Regions from separate parts of the Mus musculus genome. Here regions 1, 2, 4, 5 and 6 are each linked to region 3. The links are chromatin contacts, called in public capture Hi-C and promoter capture Hi-C maps. All regions are on one chromosome and are shown on one strand. Each heading gives the region's core, a stretch centred on a gene start, on an enhancer-like site or on the middle of the called end of the contact. The rest is flanking DNA. Distances are from core to core; before and after follow the strand shown.

Region 1 (3,855 bases), core at 689-3,188, 1.0 Mb before region 3:
AAGTGAGCTTGCGGGACTGCTCTCCCAGGAAAGGGGATACTCTAAAAAGACCACCCATGCCTCTCCCTTTAGCTATCAGACTGTGTAAAAACAAAGAACCTCAAACACACCCCCACCCCCACCTTCACCCCAAACCAGAGCTGGGAAAGGCTGAAATCCTGGTGCTAGTCAGTGGAGAAACCCACCTCACAGGAAGAGAATTTCACACAGTTCTGACCCCTGGAGAGCAACTGGACCTGAGACTAAGGTGAGTCAGGGGTAGTGGGGGAGGGGTGGGGCTGGGGTTTTCACCTGGACCTGGCCTGCAAACCCCGGGCTTTCCATTTAAGAAGATGACAGGAGATTCTAGTTAAGAAGGGAGATGGCTCGGCTAGTAACTCATCAGTAAGTGCTTATGCATGAGAGTGAGGACCTTAGTTTGATCCCCCAGAATCCACAGAAAAAAGTTGGGTGCAAATCACAAGCTGGGGAGATCTAGATAGGAAGATCCCAGGGGCGTTCTGGCTGCTAGCTAGTCCAGTCCATCCCAGCCTGTGAACTCCAGATTCAGTGAAGGACGGTGTCTCACCAAAGTAAGGCTGAGAGTGATTAAATAAGTCATCCAACATTAACCACTGGGCTGTTGTGTAAACAAGGGTACACAGACACACACACCATACATTTTATGGACTTGGGCATCCATGGACATCTGTATTTTTTCAGCTTCCCAATGAAGCCTCACTGAGGAAGTTTCTTTCCTCTGCTTTTCACTGTCACGCGTCACTTTAGTTGGTATTGGAGGCAGGTGGCCAAGGTTCTTGGCTTGTTGGGGCTGCCTCGGCTTTGTCCCCAACACTCCAGTTAACTGTACAACAAGCTCACTTTCCAGCACTGGAGTCTGTTGAGCTGGGCATTCCAGCAGCAGCCCAGGCACAAAGAAAGCCTTTTCTGAGGAGGAAGGTGTTCTTAGAGAGCTGCATATGGATTTGTGGAACAGGACTTTGAAGCGCTCCCTCTAATCTTGCAGCCTGCGTCACTGAGGATGGATCTCCAAGGCAAGAATCCATCAGATCATACAGTAAGTTATCATGATAACCAGACCTGAAAATATCCTACAATTAAGGCAGCACAGGCAAAAATGGAGTCCAGGATTTACTTTTCTAGTGGGTGGGGCTAGGTAAGAATGGACAAACTAGGTGATAAAGAAAGAAAGCCTAGTGCAAAGAAAAGGAAGGGCCGCAGACCCCACTACATGCTAACAGGGGGAAGAGAGTGCCTATGGCCCCCATCCATAACATAAAAGCTAGAGATCACATCCAGCCTCGAAGCTGCCTCCTGCCTTGCCAGAAGAACACTGCCAGTTCAAAATAGTGCTTAAAACAAAGCCTTCAGATAAACACTTAACTGCCGCCAGCCCAGCTGTCAGGCCCACTATCCACACACCAACCAGCGTTCTGCCTTCTGGTCCTCCCAGGCAGTCCTGCTGCCCACTCATTTGAGCAGTGTCTTCCCTTGAGTCCCTCCCCCACACCCTGCAAAGTCCTCTGGCTGCTTTGAAGGACAGAGCCCAGGCAACGGCATCCTAGAAAAGGCACAGCTAGCTGTCTACAAAGCTCTGGAAAGGAAACAGCAACACCCCAGCGCTTCCTTAGCATTTAAACACACTCACTGTTCTCGCTCCGGTGAGCTGTTGTAAATAATCTTGAATCGCACTGGTGTTGTTAGTGGCTGTGATGTCCACAAACTCCAGAAGACCTTGTTTGAAAGGCAGTTGACTGAGGATTTCTTGGGTCTTTCTGCAGTAGGGGCAGGTGGGCTTGATGAACACGACCACCTTCCCAGACTGGATCTTGCAGTTCACAAACTCCTGAGCCATGCTGACAGGCTGCAGCTTCTCCAGGGAGGAACGTGCAGTTGAAAGTAATGGTCCGGTAATGCAGCGGCGCTTAGCCAGCAGCTCTCATTTAATAAGGAACCTCCTTGGAGGAGGAGTTACCAAGTAGGATGCTTCAGTTTTAAAGGGCCAGCCCCAAAGTCAGTTCATTTTGGTATGAGTCAGTACTTCCTAGGCCTACCATTGCACACTGGCTGTGTAAGCTATAACAGGCTGTCTTGTGTCCTCCCCAAGAACAGAACTAAGTCACCCTCTAGGGTAGCAGAGACAGCGCAGACCAGTTTCTGGGTAGGAGGCCCCAGGTCCTCTTAGAACAAATTCTCTCTCTCTCTTCTTTTGGAAACACGGTTGTTTTGAAAAATAAAAACACAACCATTCAGGAAAGCTTTGGCTCTTCATAGGATGTGGGGACTGCATAGTGATTGGGCCTTGTGGGTTGCACCGGCATGCTTTCTTTGCCCTGTAAGGTGGGTACTTGTGTGATTAGTGGACTTGGTTCTTGACATGTAAAAATGTGCTTGTCTGTACTTTCTCTCTGTCTTTAAAAAGTGGGGTGCCATGCTCTGAGTTCATGGTGAACAATGAGCCCTTTTCAGTGGGGTAGATTTGTGACTGAACTTTGCCACGGGGCCTACCTGTGAAGCTAAGCTTTTTAATAGGTCTCTCTTACTCCAAAAGCCTTAGGGCTGGTGACCTTTGAATAGCAGTTCAGTAAGAAACAAATTCTCCCATAACCCCTGACCTGAGATTCCAGACAGAATGTGGATCTTTTCCTGTCTGACTTGTTTTGACAGTGAGCTGAGGTGCTTTGGGAGGTGGTGCTGAGGTAGATAAGCAAGTCGAAGAGAAAACTCCTGTCAGACTGAAGCACCTTTCCAAGCAAGCAACCAGCTCCACAGTAGAACCAGAGTATCTTACAGGAGGTCAGACTACAGTCATGTCCTGGTGACGGCTCTGGTGCACATTGTGACCAAAGAGAAGTAAACTGACTTCTGGGGGCTGCTTTCTTTGTCACTCTCACTGTTACCCACATCAAATGGCAAAATAACAGTCAGATGGTAATAGTCAGGGCCACAGAAGAAGCGGAGAGAGAGTTCTGCCAACGGAGAAGCGGCCTGGCTGCATGGCTGAGGTGGCTGGCCCATGGCAGGGTTGTAGACCTCTCAGCCCATAGCTTCCCACAATTCTGAACAAGTTTAGGGCTAGAGTCTTAACTTTCTGGCAACCTTCTGATGCCAGCTGTTTCAAGGACCTCTTGAGGGTTCTTGCTGTTCACATGACCCTGGGGAATAAGCACCCAGCTCAGGCTGTTCCTTTAGAGTCTTTCTCTCCTTCTCATTTGTCTGGTCTTTCCCTTCCTCCTTTTCCTAACAATCTGACTCTCTCATCTATCTCAAAGATCATTTTGAGAACCACCATGATCTTCGGTCTCTTGCATTCTGCCCTGTCTCAATATTTGCCACTCCTGTTTTCCTTACCTCCTCTTTGTTGCAATCTGACCTCCTTATCTCTCTCTGCCTGTTGAAATGCCTCAGTTACTTAAGCATCCTAGAACCAGTGTGAATTTATCATGTGCAGAAATGTGGGGACCTCCCAAGAGACCTGTATAGAGTCACGTGGGGCTTGGAGTCTCACTTTATGCCTAACTCCAAACTCCAGACAGATGAAGATCCTTGTCTGAGTATACTGTTTCTATAATTTTACAACATCTGATTTGCAGTCTACTATATTTACCTGAAATCTTATAAATGATAGTACCTGGATACAGGAGAACTCTATTGTCTGTCCTGCAGTTCAGATTAGTTGAGACTAATATCTGAGCCCTTATCTAATATTTAATAATATGTGGACCTCCCCTCCAAGTCTCAGGAAAGCATTGTCTGCTGAGAAGCCCTGCCTTCAGCCTCTCAGACTTAGTGTTCAAACTGCCCAGCTTTCTGCTCAGCCTCTAAGCGCAATCATCTGTCTTATGGCTAGGGCAG
Region 2 (3,482 bases), core at 941-3,440, 1.3 Mb before region 3:
TACAGAGACTCAAAGCCAAATATTAGGCAGAGCTTGTGTGATACTGTGGAAGAGGGGGAGAAAGAATTGTAGGAGCCAGAGGGGTCAAGGACACCACAAGAAAACCTACAGAATCAATTAACCTGGGCCTATAAGGGGCCCACTGAACCTCCAACCAGAGAGCAGGCATGGGACAGACCCAGGTCTTTGGCACATATGAAGCAGTTGTACAGCTTGGTCTTCATGTGGGACTCCTAACCGTAAAGGCTGTCTCTGACTCTGTGGCCTGTCTGTGGATCCCTTTCCCCTAACTGAGCTGCTTCATCTAGCCTCAATGGAAGAAGATGGACCTAGTCCTGTGGCAATTTTATATACCAGGGCCTGTTGATAGCCATAGGAGGCTTCCTCTTTTCTGATGATAAAGGGAGGGATGGGAAGAGGGGAGAGGAGGAAAGAGGAGGAGACTGAGAGGAGGAAAAGGAAGCTGCAGTGGCTATGTACAGGAAAATAATTAGTTAATTAAATTTAAAAGGTTAAGATTCCAGGAGAAAACAAAAAGAAGTGAAGCAACCTGCAGTAAAGCAATAACTAGCTGAAGACTAGTTAGCAGGACTGAGAAGACTACTATTGGAGAAGAAACAGGAAGGCAGGCTTTTATCAGTGTAATATCAAAGCACAATGAATTAATGAGTAGCTAAAAGCAGAAGACTGTCTTCAGCTCTAAATCAGAACTTTTAATACTTAAACCTCCACGAGTATAGAACGAGCTGCTCAGTGGAAGTTTTCCCACCAGGGAAGGTGAAGTATGGGCTGGACAAGCTAGCAGGGAGGACCTTTATATGCCCCACTTCGTGTCTGATGAAAAGTACTAGAAACCTCTTAGGTTCTAGCAGCCCTTTGAAACTGCGTCCCTAAAATACCTATTCCACCAACCTGCTACAGCGCCTGCTCTCACTGACACCGCAATTACAGAAAGAAGAAAAGGATGTGCTCTGTCCTCAGAACAAGGGCCTGCAGAAACAGAGCCTTCAAGGATCATCTGTGTTCAACGAATCATTACTATGCAAAAAAAAAAAAAAAAAAAGAATACCAAATGTAATTTTTATAAAACTAAGCACCAGTTGATATTGTTTCTGTAAAGTATGTCCTACATTCCAAATTTACTCAACACAATTCTGGGGAGTGTGCCCTGTTTAGGAGGTAATCTACTTAGATAAGCTATTGAAAAGTTATTTAACCTCTCTGTTTTCGCATCTGTAAAGTAGTCTAAGTGAAGATTAAGGAGTACATTCCACGTAAAGCATGCTACACAGTAAATATACAGTAAAGCTTAACAGACACTAAACACATACCGCTCTGTATTAGATGTGTAAGGTGTTTTATTACAATTAATCTGTACACAAGGCTGCCAGATATGAGAGTTGAGATTTTAAATAAATAGCATTACTCCTCCTTTTCCTGCCAGAAAATCAACACAAGTGGTGTAATGTACAATTATATATACCTGAAACTTATCAGTGAATAATTTGACTTGAAAATAGAAACGTGCTTCTTCCAGAATTCTCCAAAGGAATCTAGCAATCAAAAAAAGGAACAGCTGATTATTCTATACCCAACAATGTTACTCCGAGCATACATCAATTAACCGCACACTTCACACAGTCCACATCTGTACCTTTTAGAACCGGTCCCTATTGCTACTCCAAAGACAAAGAACAGCCAAGCTGTTCCGTATCTGGAACCTGAAACTTATTAGGCCCGCTCTTCAACCCACATGAGCATAATCCTTACAGGTCGGCAAACGGAGGAAATACGATGAGGGGGGCTTCCTGACTAGGGTTCCGGAACGCAGCAGAAATCCACACCACTACCCAGACCACACACGAGGTGACCTAGCCTAAAGTCCCATATAGGCACAACCCAATCCAATTCAAGTGACAGAATCACTGCCACCTCATCACCGCCAAGTTCACTTTGTCAGCGAACATTCAGCCCCGCACAAAAGGAAGACAGCCCGTAACATCACGCTCATGCTCAGTATTTTCTCCCCCTAAATACCACTTCTACTGCCTTTAGATTTCAACTTCTGCCAAAACCGAAGCGATCAGAACCCACCTGGGCATGTGGGACTGCCACAAAGTACAAGTCTGAACAACGCATGCGCGCTTCCCCAGACATCGCTTGAGTGAGAGGAACTGGCAGAGCTATCATTAGCTCGAAATTTGATTAAAACGGTCTTCACATGGGCTGAGCGCGATTGGTTTTTGCGCATGCGCCTGCCCTTGGCCTGATGGGAGGTGTAGTTTCTAGGTGCCGCTCATATTTACTTCTGTATTTGTAAGCCAAACTTCTAGTCTTGTCCCTAGAGTCCGGCCCCTGCTCATGACTGGAGAGCAGGCTACAGGAGACCCGCTCAGCAGCCGCTTCTGAACGGCCATGCCCGCGATGCTGTTGCTGTTGGTGTCGGTGGTCGCAGCGTTAGCACTCGCAGCACCGGCCCCCAGAACACAGAAGAAAAGGATGCAAGTGAACCAGGCGCCCAACGTGGTGCTGGTCGCCAGTGACTCCTTCGTAAGTACCCAAAGGACGGGGAGCAGACACCGCCCAGAGCCTGTGGAGAAACATCACAGGGAACAGGACCCTGGGGTTGAGAGGTCCCGCATGCGCACACCTGCAAGCACGCATGTGCATACTAATAAAGTAGTAGAAAGAAGCCAGTCTCTAACTCCTGGGCTTTGCTCCTTGAACTTTATTCACTAGACCAGCAATTCTCAACCTGTGGCTCTCGATCCCTTGGGAGAGGTCGAGTCACCTTTTGCAGAAGTCACCTAAGACCATCGGAAATATCAGATATTTACATTACAACTCATACCTAACAAAATTACAGTTATGAAGTGACAACAAAAATAATCGTATGGTTGGGAGAGTCACCATAATATGAGGAACTGTATTAAACTGTTGCAGCATAGAAAGGCTGAGAACCACTAATCTAGACATTCTATACTTGTGTTAGCACTGATTTAAAGAAGTTATTTGTGTATGCATCACCTTAAATTTGATTTAAATTCATATGGAAAGTGAAAGGACCTCGAATTGGGAAGGGGAAAAAAACATGAAAAAGAAGACTGATTTAAAAAAAAAAAAAAAAAGCTTTTAATTTCAAAACTAATGGTAAAGCTACAATAGCCACAATAGTACTTTACATGCAGAACAATAAATATTCAGACCAGTAGAGTAGAATTAAGAGTCCAGAAATAGTCTTATAAACAAGTAGTGCTGGAAAAGTAAATATATACATGGAAAGGAACAAAATTGGGTCCTGCCTTCCACCATGTGTAAAAACAAAAGTTAGTCAATGATTTAAATGTAAAAGCTAAGGCTATAAAACTCCTTCAAGACAATGGAAGTGTAAATTGTCATAATCTTGGTTTAGGCAATTTAAAATGAGCCAAGGATTTGAAAAGACATTCCTACACAGAATATACACAGATAGCCAATAAGCC
Region 3 (3,394 bases), core at 268-2,767:
AGCTCCTTATAGCATGGCAAATCTTGTTATGCAACGTGGCTTCTTTCTTGTCAACTGTCTAAAATCGAGCTCTCTAGCATGTTGACAAAGCCTACAAATGGCAATGCTATTGTGGTGACACAGGCTTTTCTGTGGCTGGCACCAGCCAGCAATAAATAGCTGTAGGCTGACAGGCCCTTTGGATGAGCACTCAAAAGGTTTGTTAAATTTCACTTCCAGCCCCCAAACAGGAAGTACTGCATAAAATGAAGCCAAGGCAAAAACCAACCCAACCTCAGAAACATAGGCTCCAGAAAGGAAGATGACTTTAATACCTGTGATTCTCTGCTGATTTGCATTAGAGCAGGCAGGCTTCTGCTCGAAAACCCTTAGTACATTTACAGAATTGGCTACATAAATAATCAAACACAGGATATAACACACACACAAGTACACGAACACTGAGAGACCAATTTGTTTTCAAGATCTTCTCTCTTATTTGTAGTTCAGATTTAGGCTAGATTTGAATTAGTGACAGACTGCAAAGAAGTGTCTAATTCTTCAAATTCTTAGAAAAAGGGGTCTAGGCCACGCCCCAGTCCAGCTCTCTGGTTGCACAATCACTAGATTGGTCTGGACAACTCCACCCGGGAACTGCAATCTCCAGCTTCCCCTATTTGCGATTCACTGAGAACCCTGCAGCTTGGGGGCTAGTCTGGGGGAGGGTCTTGTTTTACAAACCCTGAGCAGACAGTGTTGAATTCAGCTCTGGGTTGCTGAGAAGTTGGGCTCTCTGCAGTGAGCCCAGGGCAGGAAGGGGAGGGCCTAACTGAGCTGGGCGAGGGCTCAGGGCTGGGTCGGAAAAGCTGCCTCACTGAGCTGTCCCGCTCCTCCTGTCCCGAGGTGGCTGCCCGCTCCTCCCTCCCCCCCGCAAACAATTTCGCTGCGTTTTCCCGGAAGCTGCGCCCGCAGCGGCTTCACCGAAAAATGTCCCAGCCCGGCCCGAAGCCTGCCGCCTCTCCCAGGCCCAGTCGCGGCGCGGCAGCTCGCCACACCCAGGAGGTGAGTCGTACTCCAGACTGAGCCGCGGGGCAAGCGGCAAAAGGCCTAAGTCCTGGAGTGTCCCGCCGCAGTCTCGGGGCGTTGCCCCTCTTTGCACCTTCCAGAGTGGGAAAGAGATCAGAACTCCATGCCTGCGGGCAAGCAGGTGGCTAAAGGCTCTCCGAATTGGGTAGTGGCAGGAGTTGGGTGGAGGGACTCCTGGAGCAAAGCGGGCTAGTGAGACCCAGGCAGTGAGCATGGGCATGGAGGCAGAATAAAGTTGACTTGGGACCTCCGGAGTGGGCTCCTGTGGCTGGGCAGAAGAGTTCTGACCTCCGTGTGAAGTCACCCCCGCGCCCCCAACCCTAGCCCTCCATTTAGGGAGTGGCAGCTGAAAAACTGACACACACCTCTTTCCTAATTAGCTTTGGGATGGGGCGGGACCACGCTAGCTTGGGCGGGCCCTGTCGCTCTTTCCCCTTGTGCCCTCCCACCCGGCAGCTGTGTCCTGTGCGGTGTCAGCCGGGTCCCAGCCAAGCAGAGTGTCATCGTGGTGCACGTTCTGCGTTCTCGAGAGGTTCCCAGCGGAGCAAGTCAGGGTTGTCGCGATGGCATTCGCAAGTTGGTGGTACAAGACGGTAAATAGAAGGGGCAAGGTCTGGGAAGGAAGTGTATTTACCTCGCTCCTCTAGGAAGTAGAGGAACCACGTCCAGAAGTTGGAGGGTCAAGGGCAGGGACCCGGTGAGACCTCCTTGAAGAACTTCTGATTAAGCTCGGGCAGAAGCAGAAGGCTCTACTTTCAGTGGTAATCCGGACTGGGCGCTCTGGGCGGTACAGTCTGGGCGGCGAGCTGCACCAAGCTCAGCTCGCGTTCCCAAATTGAATGGACAGCAATCCTTAGTTCCGCCCTTTGGAACACATACCTGGATAGGTAGACAAGAGGGAGGCACTGTAGCCCAGGTTTAGTTTTTCAACTGCTAAGTAAAGATAAAAAACTTACAAAGAAAAGAATGGTCAAGCAGTTTCAAACTCGAAAGAGGAGGGTGGAGAATGGGAAAGAAAAAAAAAACCATCAGGGAACAACTGATCAATTTTCAGGGGCGGGGGATGGGGAGAGAGAAATGAGTATAGCTCACTACTCTATATAACTTTATAAGAGGACAAACGTGTTCCTTTTGGTTAGTGCACTGAACGTCTGTCCTACCAAGTATGTTATACCCAATCAAGCTGGAACTTGTAATGTTTTGAAACCAGGAAGCATAGTTTTAGCATTACATTTTTTTAAAAAACCAACAAAAACAAAAGAGTTCACAAACCCTGTGGTTACAGAGAGTCATAAGTTGATTTATGGCGAGAATTTCAAAATCTTCCTTCCTCCCAGTAAGTGGTATGGAAAAAAGATGCAATAACCAGATAATCTTTGCAACTAGAAACCTGGGGTTAGAATTAGAAAGTAGGCATCGAGGACTGATTGATCATCTAGGTGTGCTAGCCTTCCGGTGCACTGTAGAGTTCTTAACTCAAGTGGCAATGATTTCAATGTGTCAGTCTTTGTAAATGTGTTTCCATATCTGTAAAATAGCAGATGTCTCCATAAGGACTAGATTCAGCAGGAGATGACATGCCACATACATGTTTTCAGTGATGTTTCTTTGGGAAAGTTCTTCCTCACACTTTTCTGTGCTATTTAAATGTATAGTTTTATTTATTTTATATATTTTATTGATTATTTTATTTATTTACATTTCAACTGTTATTCCCCCTTCCTGGTTTCCCCTCTGCAAACCCTCTATCCCATCCCCCCACCCCTGCGTCTATGAGGGAGCTCCACCACCCACACACCCACTCCTGCCTCACAGCCCTAAGGTTCCCCTACACTGGGGCATCCGTCCTCTACAGGAACAAGGGCCTCTCCTCCCATTGATGCCAGACAAGACTGTCGTGTGCTACATATTCAGCTGGAGCCCTGGGTCCCTCCATGTGTACTCTTTGGTGGTGGTTTAGTCCTAGGGAGCTGGGGGGGGGGGGCTCTGGTTGGTTGATATTGTTGTTCTTCCTGTATATAGTTTTATTAATGTGCTAAGAGCAAAGGTTTGCTTTGAGTCATGATTGTTCCAGAATTCTTATCAAGATGCACTCATTAAATTATCGGCAAATATGGGTGGCAGATGTTCAACTAACATCAGATTCCTCTGTCCAAGCTTGGCACTGTCTAAAGGAAATTGTGCCAGGTTACTTAGACGCTAGCTTAAATCTTCGCTTTTAGTACCCTCTGAACCATGTTAGACACTTCGATGTTTCTGCTGCAGTAGCCATTATAAGCCAGTTTGGGGATTATTATTTAAGATTTCTGTTTGGTGCTAACTTTCTATA
Region 4 (3,713 bases), core at 1,083-3,582, 1.1 Mb before region 3:
CAGTTCCATCTGGTGTCTTTTTTGCATGTTCTTATGCTCTCTGTATTGTGCTTTACGTGGTAACAGAAAACTTATTATCTTAACCATGCTTTAGTGATTGGCATAAGTCACATTAGCTATGTGCATTTTGCTGTACAATTGATTTCTATGCTTTTTCATCTTCCAAAACTGAAACTGGGTACCCAAAAATAGCATGCCTTCCCTACTTCAGCACCTGATACTCTGTCCTACTTCCTAGCTGTAAGAGCTTGGCTACTTGAGGTAATTCAGAAGTAGAATGATGTAATTCTCTTCCATATTGGCTTACTTCACATAGCACCACATCGTTAAGGATCATCCATGGTATAAGATGTGATGAGTTTACCTTCATTTACAAAAGCTAGTTCATAACTCATTAACCATCTATAGTCTCAACTGCTCTGGAAATTTGATCTAGGAAGACTGCTTAGTAAGCCCAAGGGTTCTAGATCAGCCTAGGCAGTACAGGAGAAAACAACTCAAAAAAAAGGTTCATATTTACGTAAGCTATATTCTTTTTTTTAATTTTTTATTAGGTATTTTCCTCGTTTACATTTCCAATGCTATCCCAAAAGTCCCCCATACCCTACCCCTTCCCACTCCCCTACCCACCCATTCCCACTTTTTGGCCTGGTGTTCCCCTGTACTGGGGCATATAAAGTTTGCAAGTCCAATGGGACTCTCTTTGCAGTGATGGCCGACTAGGCCATCTTTTGATACATATGCAGCTAGAGACAAGAGCTCCAGGATACTGGTTAGTTCATAAAGTTGTTCCACCTATAGGGTTGCAGATCCCTTTAGCTCCTTGGGTACTTTCTCTAGCTCTTCCTTTGGGGGCCCTGCGATCCATCCAATAGCTGACTGTGAGCATCCACTTCTGTGTTTGCTAGGCCCCGGCGTAGTCTCACAGTAAGCTATATTCTTTATCTATTTATGCACTTCAGTGTCATGGTGTTTGACTGGTGGGCCATTAGACTGATGAGACCGTATACTTTCTTTTGATCCAAGAGGAACTGTGACTCTGCACATTTGCATCTTTCAGGATGGTTATTTCCAGAAACTACAAAACATTGTACTTGGACACAAAGGAAAAAATTTATTTATTTATTTATTTATTTATTTATTTATTTATTTAGGACTGGGTCTCACTATGTAACTGGCTCTTCTGGAGCTCACGATATAGCCTGGGCTGGTTTTGTTTTTGTTTGGTTTTGTCTTTACTAGTGACTCTAATTACAGCTATTTGGGAGGCTGAGGAGGGAAGACCTATCTCAAAGAACAGAGAGGACTAAGTAAACTACATAGAGAACGCCCCCTGCCCTGCCCTGTCTATGGACAGGAAGCTAATTCTGTCTCAGCTGAGCAATACTGATTCCTAATAAACAGTTGTGGCCATCTCCCAGCTTCTTGTTTTCCTCAGTCTTCCCAGGACCTTTTAAACATCTAGTTCTCAAAACAGGTCCACTTAACAGAGAAAACAAGCCCAATTTCAAAGCAGAGCAAATAATCAAAAAGATAAACAAGAACTCTTAACTGTGTGTGAGATGCTTGTGAGAATTTTAATATTTATGAGGGAGCCCCAGAGTAGCCTTTGGCCTGTCCTAGTATTAGCAGTCCTCATGGTGTTTTATACTGGAGGTAGTCTGAGGCCCTTTTGGGGCCTCCACAAGCTTTACTTCTGTGTGTCATCACGAAAGAATCTAAAATATCCTTACATTAACATGATCCTTCTTTTTCAGTGAGCTATTATTAAATAATGTAACTGGAATGTGTACTGAAAAAAATCCAAGTAAACTGCTACAACTTTCTTTTTTTTTTTTTTCTTTTTTTTTTAAACCACACACATTAAAAATCCCAACACTTCAAATTCCACAATCTTGGTTAAAATATGCCAAATATAGCTTGCAATAGTAAATGACCTTTCCAAAGTGGCACCCGCAAATTAATTGGTGCGTGAACAAAGAACCTTTTCTGCAGCTGCATGAATGTTGCCTTTTTTTTTTTTCCTTCTTCACAAGTACGATTTTACAAAACAGCCAAAGCGCATGTTGTAAATTGACAAAACGATAACACACTTTCTGCGAAGGCTGGGGTGGGTACGGGACCGCGGGGTGGGCAGGGGGCTGCCTCCTGGCTGGGCTCTCTTCTGGTCCCCGGCGGGGGCCAGGCCGCCCCTCCCCCGCTCCCGGCTCAGGTTTCAGCCTTCCGAGTTGAGGAAACTTGCTGCAGGCGGATTGGCGGCGAGCTGCTCCCGGGCTCCGGCGTCGTCCCCGCGCCCACCGCTCCTTTGTGTCCCGCGGCCTCGGCCAGCAGCCAGCTCCCCCGCGCGCCGGACTCTCGGGGCGACACGTGCGGGCCTCCGGCCCCGCCGAGCGGAGGCGGAGCCCGGGCGGAGGCGCGGCGGCCAGGAGCGGCGACCAGGGACCGCAGCGCTGCCAGCGCCCGGCCGGCCGCTCACTCCCGGCCCGCTCCTCTGCGTCGGTAGCGCCGCGTCGTAGGAGCGGGAGGGCCGCGGCCGGGGATGAGCTGACTGCAGTGAGAGCGTCGCCCGGGCCCCCGCCAGGCCGCCCGCTGCCATCTCCGCGCCGCCCTGCCAGCCGCGATCATGTACGTACGCGTCGCCGTTCTGCCACGGTCTGGGTCCGGGACGTGCCACGCGCCCTGGCTGTACCCACCCGCTCACCGCGCCCCTCTCGGCCCCGCAGGTCCATCCACATCGTGGCGTTGGGGAACGAGGGCGACACGTTCCACCAGGACAACCGGCCGTCGGGGCTCATCCGCACATACCTGGGAAGAAGCCCGCTGGTGTCGGGGGACGAGAGTAGCTTGTTGCTGAACGCGGCCAGCACGGTCGCGCGCCCGGTGTTCACTGAGTACCAGGCCAGTGCGTTCGGGAACGTCAAGCTGGTGGTGCACGACTGTCCCGTCTGGGTAAGGGGCAGTGGCTGCGCGGTGCCCAGGAGGAAGGAGCTTGCCTTTTTGGATCCCTCCTCCCCTTGTTTCTTAATTTCCTGATTGCCTGGAGAGTTTTTTTAGTTTGTTTTTGTGTTTTTACATTTTTTGGCAAATCCCATCCTTTGTTACAATTTGGAGGTGGTGGGGGCAGCCCAGTCACGTCTGTAAGGTAAAATGGCCCCAGGGCAATATAGAGCCGTTACTGTGTTTCAAGACTTGTTCTTTAGTGGATGGACAGCTGACAGTTGAATGTGCCAACCCCAAACAGGGTCGCGAAGTTCCACTGGCCAAGAGTCATGTTTTCATGTCCACCTCGTGGAGGATAGGGAGATGTGTTCTATAAATACTGCCCTTTACAGCTCAACGTAGGCAAAAATACTCTAGACAGGGACAGGTCAAAAATAGTATGGGAACAAGGGAAAAAAGAATGGGATTTGAGAACTAATTTTAAATGGCTTATTTGTTGATTATTAACCTCTGAAAAGACTAGTTTTTAATAGTGCTAATGCTCATATATTAGCCTTTTGTTTTAGTGGTTAATAAATTGGAAATACCACTAAGAACTTAAATAAATCTTCATGTTTATGATAGTTGAATAAAATAAGTCTTAGCTTGTCTCTTGAGTAGCTTGACTCTGAAGTGTTTGATAAAAGGACAAAGAAGACAGCTCCCTGACTTACAAATATCTTCATAACACAGTAGCACTATGTATTTCAAGTGTCTTCATTTAATTTTAAATC
Region 5 (3,756 bases), core at 717-3,216, 1.2 Mb before region 3:
CAGAGGGCAGAATAGGAGGGGGATAACGACTGAGCTGTAGAAAAAAAGATTAAAGGTAATATTTTTTAAAATAGGAGGAGGAGGAGGAGGACATGGGGGAGAAGGCCAGGACCAGCTTGTCCTATGGGTTTTGCAAGGCCACAACTGATTCTGGCAACCCAAGCAGCAGTGGTTGCCATTTACCCTGGAAAACAACTATTTTTTTAAAATCAATATTTTATCAAGTCTTTCTAAAGTTCGATGGAATAAACTTTCAGTGGTAGAATCTTGGTATATTATTTATGAGAATATTCCAACAAACTGTGGAATTACTTTGAGAAATAATTGAACTAACGTTTGGTAAGGCAGTCATGGGTTGCCAGGTGCTGCTCAGAAATGAAAGACTGGAGCACACGGTACCAAGAAACTCTTCATTGTAGCCACTGTTCCTCTTCCTTCATGTTCCAGCAAAGAGAGACATCAGCATCCACACACCCTCAGACCCTACTGGGCTCTTCTAGATGATACTGGCACCAAAGGCATGAAAAGCATCTTATGTGATACATTTATAGTCAGGACCAGAACTTTGCTCAAAGTTATCTGATATGCCTTAAATTGGTACTAATTCATCAACTGGACATATATTGACTGATTGATATCTGCCATGTATCAGGACCAATATGAGGATCTGGATAGATAATGAAAAACGACACATGTCTCCAGCCAAAATGATAGACCTTAGGAAAATGAGATTTCTACAGCAACCAGCAGGGTGGTACGAATCCTACCAAGTCCCCCTAATTCATGCATCTGTAGGTTGCAAACATTCCCACAGCTTGGGAAGCAACAGACACCCATTCCTCCCTGGCCCAAGACCAGGAAGTACAAGAAATTTTACTTTCACCATGATTAATTTGATGGATGCACAAACTGATGCTTCCAACGGGAAAAGTGAATTGTTTGTGAAATGAGGCTAAAAGTGGCAGCATTAAATCTAAACCATTTCCTGTGAACTGGATTTCTTTTTTAAAAATTGGCTGCTGTATGGTTTTCTTAGTCACCTTTTCTCTGGGCTTATTGGAGGCGTAGTCCCTCCCAGCAACCTCCCATCTGCTGGAAAACAGAATCAGGAGACAGAGAAGCCCGCGTGACACATCCATCACTAGAAGAAAATACTAGGAAGGACTCAATCCATGAACCACCATTTGTATAAAAATCTGGTAGTACTGTCTTCAGACTGACAAAATGAGTTTTGCATCACTGAGAGGAGAGAGCGGCTGCCATCCCCTGATGCTAGTAAAGAGAGTACTGGAAAGCATCTGCAGACCTCTCTGTTCCTAATTGCCAGGCAAAGGGAGGGCCCATAGTTCTCTCCGGATTAAAGTCCTAGCACTGCAGGCAGAGGAAGGTATACCCCTATCAAAGGCTCACCTAATGACTCTGCTCAAAAAGCTATTACTACTATTTAGGACTGGTTGTAGTTCTGTGGTAGACTGCTGGCCCAGCAGGGTCGGAAGTGGAGAAATAGAGGAACCCTGCTTGGTTTCTTGTGTCCTTGTATTTCTCAAGCTAGCGCAGACGTATGGCATTACAAAAAAAAAAATTCTTTTCTTTTTTTTTTTATCAAAAGTAGCATTTGTAATTTTTCCTGTTAGCAATCACACAATTAATTGTTGGGGGTGGGGATACTATCTCAGCCGAGGAACTATCTATCTCATAATTGATTCTGAGTTAACATTAGTTAGCCTTTGCAGTGGTCACATGCACAACTTTCTTTCTGGCTATATGTCACAGGGCAAGATTTCCAGAGCCTAGAGGTCCACGGATGCCACTGAGGGAGGCGGCTGTGTGGATTAGAAAGATGCTCTGCTGGGATGGGGGGGGGGGCAGTGGGGAGGGGGAGGAAGCGAAAAGCGGAGAAGGTGGAGAATAGGGATCATGTGTGTTCCTCGAATATACAACCCACATTTGAGTGACAAATACCAAGAACAACCTATACAAACAACTAAGCGCAAATCCACGCGTATCCATCTCACCCTGGGTGTGTGTGCTTTTTCAACTAACTTTGGGAAATCGCCGAGACCCAGCGGTGTGGCCCGCGCCACCTCTCATAGACTTTGGCCTTTTAAGCGGTATCTCTCTTTCCTCCGGATTAAGGATGGAAGATCCTTTCAGCCTCGCAATTCTGAATCCCGCATCCAACCTTTCTGTACCCACTCAGCCAAGCTGGAGTCTCAACCTGACTTCTGAGCAAGGAGCCTCTGTCCCAGGACCGCATTCGCCTCCACGCGGGCCACCCAGCCACCGGATCCATCTGGTCTTCTTGGGGATCATCCTGGTGGCCGCGGTAGCTGGCAACACCACTGTGCTCTGCCGCCTGTGCGGCGGTAGCAGCGGACCCTGGCCGGGTCCCAAGCGTCGCAAGATGGACTTCCTGCTTGTGCAGCTAGCAGCGGCTGACCTGTACGCAAGTGGAGGAACAGCATTGTCGCAGCTGGCTTGGGAGCTGCTGGGCGACCCGAGACCGGCTCTGGGCGACTTGGCTTGTCGCCTTTCCCATCTGCTGCAGGCATCGGGGCGGGGCGCCTCCGCCCACCTGGTGGCGCTCATTGCCTTGGAGCGCCAGCTCGCGGTGCGCATTCCTCAGGGCCCTCAGTTGCCAGCACGTGCCCTGGCTGCCCTGAGCTGGCTGCTGGCTCTGCTACTGGCGCTGCCTCCGACCTTCGTGGTGCGCTGGGATGCTCCTCCATCTTCAACCGCCAATGCCTGGCCAGGGAAGCATTGCTGCAGGGGCATCTTCGCGCCCCTGCCGCGCTGGCACCTGCAGGTCTACGCGCTCTATGAAGCTATCGTGGGCTTCGCGGCGCCGGTCGCTCTCTTAGGCTTCTCTTGCGGCCACCTGCTGTGTGTCTGGTGGCAGCGTGGGTCTCAGGCTCCGGTGGCTAGGATGCCCTGGTCGCCCAGTATGGCCAGAGCCTCCTTGCCCAGCGCGTTGCCCCAAGCCAAGGTGCAAAGCTTGAAAATGAGCCTGGCGCTGGCACTGCTCTTCGTGGGCTGCGACCTGCCCTACTTCGCCGCTCGCTTGGCAGCCGCCTGGTCATCGAAGCCCGCGGGTGACTGGGAGAGAGAGAGCCTGGTGGCGGCGATGCGCGTCCTAGAGGTGGCCAACAGCGCCATCAACCCTTTGATCTACCTTTTCTTCCAGGCGGGCGACTGCCGTCTCTGGCGGAGGCTGCGGAGGCGCCTAGGAGTTCTGTGCTGCGTGCGGGAGGAAGAAGCCGATATCAGCGAATGGGCTGGGGACCACCAGGCACTCCACCGCCATCGCTGGCCCCACCCTCATTATCACCATGCCCGGCGGGAGGAGCGGAACCAGGGCTGCCTGCGCCCACCCCCGCCACGCCCCAGACCGCCGCCCTGCTCCTGTGAAAGTGCCTTCTAGGAACTGCTGAACGGACAGGTCCTTGGCCACTGTAGCACAGCCTTCAGACAACGGAGGGTGTAAGTGATCTGCCTAAGTCACCAAGAGTGGAACTGTCTGCAGGAACTACTGAAGCGGCCCGCATCCTGTATGCGACAGTTATTTCCTTCTAGTAAGGGCATGATTTTCACTTCCCGTTAGTTTTCTTCCCTCTGGTTCCTCTCATAACGCCCATTTTGAGGAGACCAAACTCTTGGAAAGTTGTAAAACAAACAAACAAACAAAAAAAAAAACCAAAACAAAAAACTGAGTTCCAGAGTCAATGTTTTTGCGATTCTCTTTTATACTCCCACTAC
Region 6 (3,323 bases), core at 695-3,194, 1.2 Mb before region 3:
AGTGAACAGAATAGTATGAAGGAAACTAACACTGAGCTATTATTCTGGACTTCTCTGTGTTTTACTTGTTGGGGCTCATTTTGTAAATATTTGGATAAGCCAGATATGATGGCACACACCTGTGAGTGCTGTGACTTGAGAAAACTTGGAGGGTGATTTGAGAGAATCATTTGAGCTCACAAGTCTGAGATCAACCTGGATAACACAGCAAAACTTTGTCTTGAAAGAAAAAAAATGTATGCAACACACCAGGATAAGTGAACAAGACCCCTGAGTCTCAGGTCCCCAGTCCTTTGGGGCACTGAAATCACTGTGTTAGTATGTTAAATACAGATTTCAACGTCCAATTTTGGATTCACAGTGTAATAATTTTGGAAGTTAGTGATCCTGTGAACATGATGAACATGCCTAGGGTCCACCAGATATTCTGTAAGAAATATGGAAAGGACCAACCCCACAAGGTGACACAGTACAAGAAGGACAAGGATTCTTTGTAAGCAGCGTTATGACAGGAAACAAAGTGACTATGGTGGACAAACTAAGCCTATTTTCCGCAAAAAGGCTTCTACAAAGAAGATTGTGCTGAGACTGGAGTGCATTGAGCCCAACTGCAGATCTAAGAGGATGCTGGCTATTAAGAGATGTGAGCATTTTGAATTGTGAGGCGACAAGAAGAGAAAGGGCCAAGTGATCCAGTTCTAAGCTGATTTTGTTATGAATAAAATCTTGACCTTTCACTCCCTCTGATTGCAGTTGGTCTTTCTGGGAGGGAAAAAATGAAAAGCTTTCAGAAATTAAAAAACAAAAATATATATTGAATCCTTTCTAAGATTTTTACTTCATTGATCTGGTATACTGGGCAAAGTTGCTTTGTTATTGTTTTTTGGTTTTGTTTGTTTTAATTCCTAGGCAGATCTAAAGCCTAGCCAAGATTATGAGCTATTGAATCAAAGGATCATTAATTTTAAAAAATCCTTATTATTCTGTGTGAGCAGGGACATGCATGCTACAGCATAGTTTGTTAAGTCAGTTCCTACATCATTAAATGAGCTCTGGGCTACAACTCAGGCTGTCCCGTTTACAAGCACCCTTACTCCATGAATCATCTTGCTGGCCTCTTTTTTCTTTTTTCTTTTTTTAAAGCAGGGTGTCTGTGCTGCCCAACACTTGGGTTCAAGTGATCAACTTCAGCCCGGGTTGTGGGCTCTATAAGAGCTTGCCACGTGCCAGTTTACAGAGAATGCTTGCAAACCAGTAAGACTCATTTAGCTTGCACCTCTGAGCATAAGTATGGGGAGTTCTTATTGTGTTGCTCTTAATGTAACACTGAAAGAGAAATTGAAAGTGAAAACACACCATCTCCCCTTAAATCTAGTAATTTTTAAAAGCTTTGGTATACACAAATACTTAACCTATTTGTATCTCAAGCAATGAGTTATTTGTGTTAAAGAGAGCATATTACACATGGGAGCCTGTATGGTGTAGTGTATGGAATTGGACCTTTGGGTATACAGTATATGGCTGTAAAGTTTTCCCATGTTCTAGGTATTATTTCGCTTAGGGATGAGATTGCTGAGTGCATTTAAAATTTGGATAAATTTAGAGTGAGTCCGATTATCGTTCTTTGAAAAAAGAAAAGAGAAAGAAAATGATGCACCTACTCATATCCCACAAGAGCTAGAAAAATTCCACAAACAGGACAGCAGCCTGATGGAGGGACGGGAGGGGAGCCAGTACTTCCTAGCACGTGACCCCTGCCCCGCCTCCTCACAAACTCGCGTCGCGCAGGCGCAGGACGCAGGGGCTGCGGGAGCTGGGTGTTGAGGGCGGGGCGAGGACCCCAGCACAGTAAGTTAGGTTCTCGCGGTGCGGGAATTGGGTGAGGGGAGCGGGGCGGAGATTTCTGGCACGCTGCTGCTTCCGGTCGGACACCGCCCGGGCCTGCACTTCCTGCGTCCGCTGGCAGCGGTTCCGAGTCCTCGGGTGTCTGAGCAGGGAGCGTTTGGACCCTCGTGGACTGGCATTGGCAAGAGCCTCAGTGAACTGTTCGCCTTGACAGTTGGGCCACAGCCGGGACCTGCAGCCATTTAAATAGGCTTTTCCGCACTTGTGCCATAAACTATGAAAGCGAATCCTTCTGACGTCCCACGCACCCCAAATATTCTCCTGGGATGGCCGTCGGGACGACTGCTGGTTGCCGTGCTGTCCCTAGCGCCGCTCAATCTAGCAGCTGCGGCCTGTCTTCTTAGCAAATAAAACTGGTTTGAGAACTGCTAAAGCCATGGGGGTGGCTACCAGCCTTGCTGCGCTTCCTGCGGTTGCACCCAGCTGTATAGAGTAGAGGTGCCTTAACGTGGTTGTCCTCTGCACACCCTATGATACAGGCCTCTTAGGAAGCAGTCCGGGATTCAGACGCTGGTGAAACGCCTTGTCATCTTTAATACCAGACATTGGCAGTAATTCGCTCAGCTGCACGGCTTCATTAAATTGGGCAAGTGTTTTACTTTAGATATTTGTGAAGACAATCTTGTACATTAGCATTCCTACATAAACATTCAGAACCATCTTTTCCGATACATGTGTGCACTGCGAATATAAAACTCTCTATACGTTTTTGCCGAACGGTTTTTGTGACTTTCAAGATGATTTTCTTTCAGGCCACATGTTTTTTGTTTTTTGTTTCTTTTCTTTTATAAATCGCTGGCTGCTAGTGACACGAAAGTTACACCAAGCAACATATGAGCTTACAGATATTTAATTTTGTGAGGAGTAATGAACATTTACACGCAAAGTGTCCAAGCGGTAGTGAAATGTAGCTAGTCAAATGTATTTATTATCATCAAACTGCTACTGACTAAAGCATTTCCCTTCCCTGAGCCTAAAAGCCAGGGTGTCACCCTGGAGATAAGCACTGTGATAATTTGTGGGCCAGGTCCCCACTCTAAGAGTCCCTGAGTCATTGCTCAAGAGGAGTGACACATGAGTGTGAGTACCTTTAATTTCATGTCTTTTGTCTTCAGTGACTTTATACTTGAATGAATTATCTACATTAGAAAGGTGTTTAAAACTGTCGGGGCCATCCACTTATCTAAAACAAATAGTTTTATATGGAATTCTCACTTTAAGAAATCTAATTTTAGGGATCTACGAACAACAAAACAGTTTTTATTTTTAAAGACAATGGTAGAACAGAACATTTTTTATTTTTATTTTTTTTTGTCAAAAACTGTATTAAAAATTATGTTCTCCAGCACTATAGCACTTTAAAAACAGTGATTTTGGAGGGAGAGCCAAGGCATTATTTTTTTCCTAGTAGGAAGACT

Evidence for each region. Promoter capture Hi-C pulls out the DNA fragments that hold promoters and counts their contacts. Capture Hi-C pulls out chosen DNA fragments and counts their contacts.
Region 1: a capture Hi-C map of macrophages shows a contact between it and region 3, with 8 times the contacts expected there. The contact joins the promoter of Glrx here to the promoter of Cast in region 3. A contact is called at or near these places in 12 of 39 promoter capture datasets (the 3T3-L1 cell line, the C10 cell line, the HPC-7 cell line and 7 more), 7 of 115 datasets of contacts at active chromatin or transcription factors (the NIH/3T3 cell line, acute myeloid leukemia, cardiomyocytes and 4 more) and 4 of 9 other capture datasets (adipose tissue, liver, macrophages and 1 more).
Region 2: a promoter capture Hi-C map of adipose tissue shows a contact between it and region 3, with 5 times the contacts expected there. The contact joins the promoter of Ttc37 here to the promoter of Cast in region 3. A contact is called at or near these places in 10 of 39 promoter capture datasets (the 3T3-L1 cell line, 3T3-L1-derived adipocytes, the C10 cell line and 6 more), 1 of 484 Hi-C or Micro-C datasets (B cells), 1 of 115 datasets of contacts at active chromatin or transcription factors (large pre-B cells) and 2 of 9 other capture datasets (adipose tissue and liver).
Region 4: a contact with region 3 is called in a promoter capture Hi-C map of liver, with 4 times the contacts expected there. The contact joins the promoter of Rhobtb3 here to the promoter of Cast in region 3. A contact is called at or near these places in 12 of 39 promoter capture datasets (the 3T3-L1 cell line, 3T3-L1-derived adipocytes, cranial neural crest and 7 more) and 2 of 9 other capture datasets (adipose tissue and liver).
Region 5: a promoter capture Hi-C map of liver shows a contact between it and region 3, with 5 times the contacts expected there. The contact joins the promoter of Gpr150 here to the promoter of Cast in region 3. A contact is called at or near these places in 8 of 39 promoter capture datasets (the 3T3-L1 cell line, the C10 cell line, cranial neural crest and 5 more) and 2 of 9 other capture datasets (adipose tissue and liver).
Region 6: a promoter capture Hi-C map of liver shows a contact between it and region 3, with 4 times the contacts expected there. The contact joins the promoter of Rfesd here to the promoter of Cast in region 3. A contact is called at or near these places in 12 of 39 promoter capture datasets (the 3T3-L1 cell line, the C10 cell line, cranial neural crest and 7 more), 1 of 484 Hi-C or Micro-C datasets (CD4 T cells) and 3 of 9 other capture datasets (adipose tissue, liver and macrophages).

What each region holds. Positions count from the first base shown.
Region 1 is chr13:75,837,969-75,841,823 of GRCm38.p6, reverse strand. It overlaps Glrx (glutaredoxin), which reads right to left and starts at 1,938. Exons shown (of 3, transcript NM_053108.4): 1 at 1,649-1,938. The coding sequence starts at 1,855. It overlaps Gm41005 (a long non-coding RNA gene), which reads left to right and starts at 756. Exons shown (of 2, transcript XR_873685.2): 1 at 756-1,057.
Region 2 is chr13:76,097,442-76,100,923 of GRCm38.p6, reverse strand. It overlaps Ttc37 (tetratricopeptide repeat domain 37), which reads right to left and starts at 2,190. Exons shown (of 44, transcript NM_001081352.2): 1 at 2,095-2,190; 2 at 1,484-1,553. Arsk (arylsulfatase K) reads left to right here and starts at 2,264. Exons shown (of 8, transcript NM_029847.4): 1 at 2,264-2,550. The coding sequence starts at 2,416.
Region 3 is chr13:74,806,083-74,809,476 of GRCm38.p6, reverse strand. Cast (calpastatin) reads left to right here and starts at 1,517. Exons shown (of 31, transcript NM_009817.4): 1 at 1,517-1,658. The coding sequence starts at 1,629.
Region 4 is chr13:75,942,443-75,946,155 of GRCm38.p6, reverse strand. Rhobtb3 (Rho-related BTB domain containing 3) reads left to right here and starts at 2,332. Exons shown (of 12, transcript NM_028493.2): 1 at 2,332-2,625; 2 at 2,724-2,949. The coding sequence starts at 2,624.
Region 5 is chr13:76,055,206-76,058,961 of GRCm38.p6, reverse strand. Gpr150 (G protein-coupled receptor 150) reads left to right here and starts at 1,966. Exons shown (of 1, transcript NM_175495.2): 1 at 1,966-3,756. The coding sequence starts at 2,138. The coding sequence ends at 3,421.
Region 6 is chr13:76,017,183-76,020,505 of GRCm38.p6, reverse strand. Rfesd (Rieske (Fe-S) domain containing) reads left to right here and starts at 1,944. Exons shown (of 4, transcript NM_178916.5): 1 at 1,944-2,985. It also overlaps the pseudogene Gm4165.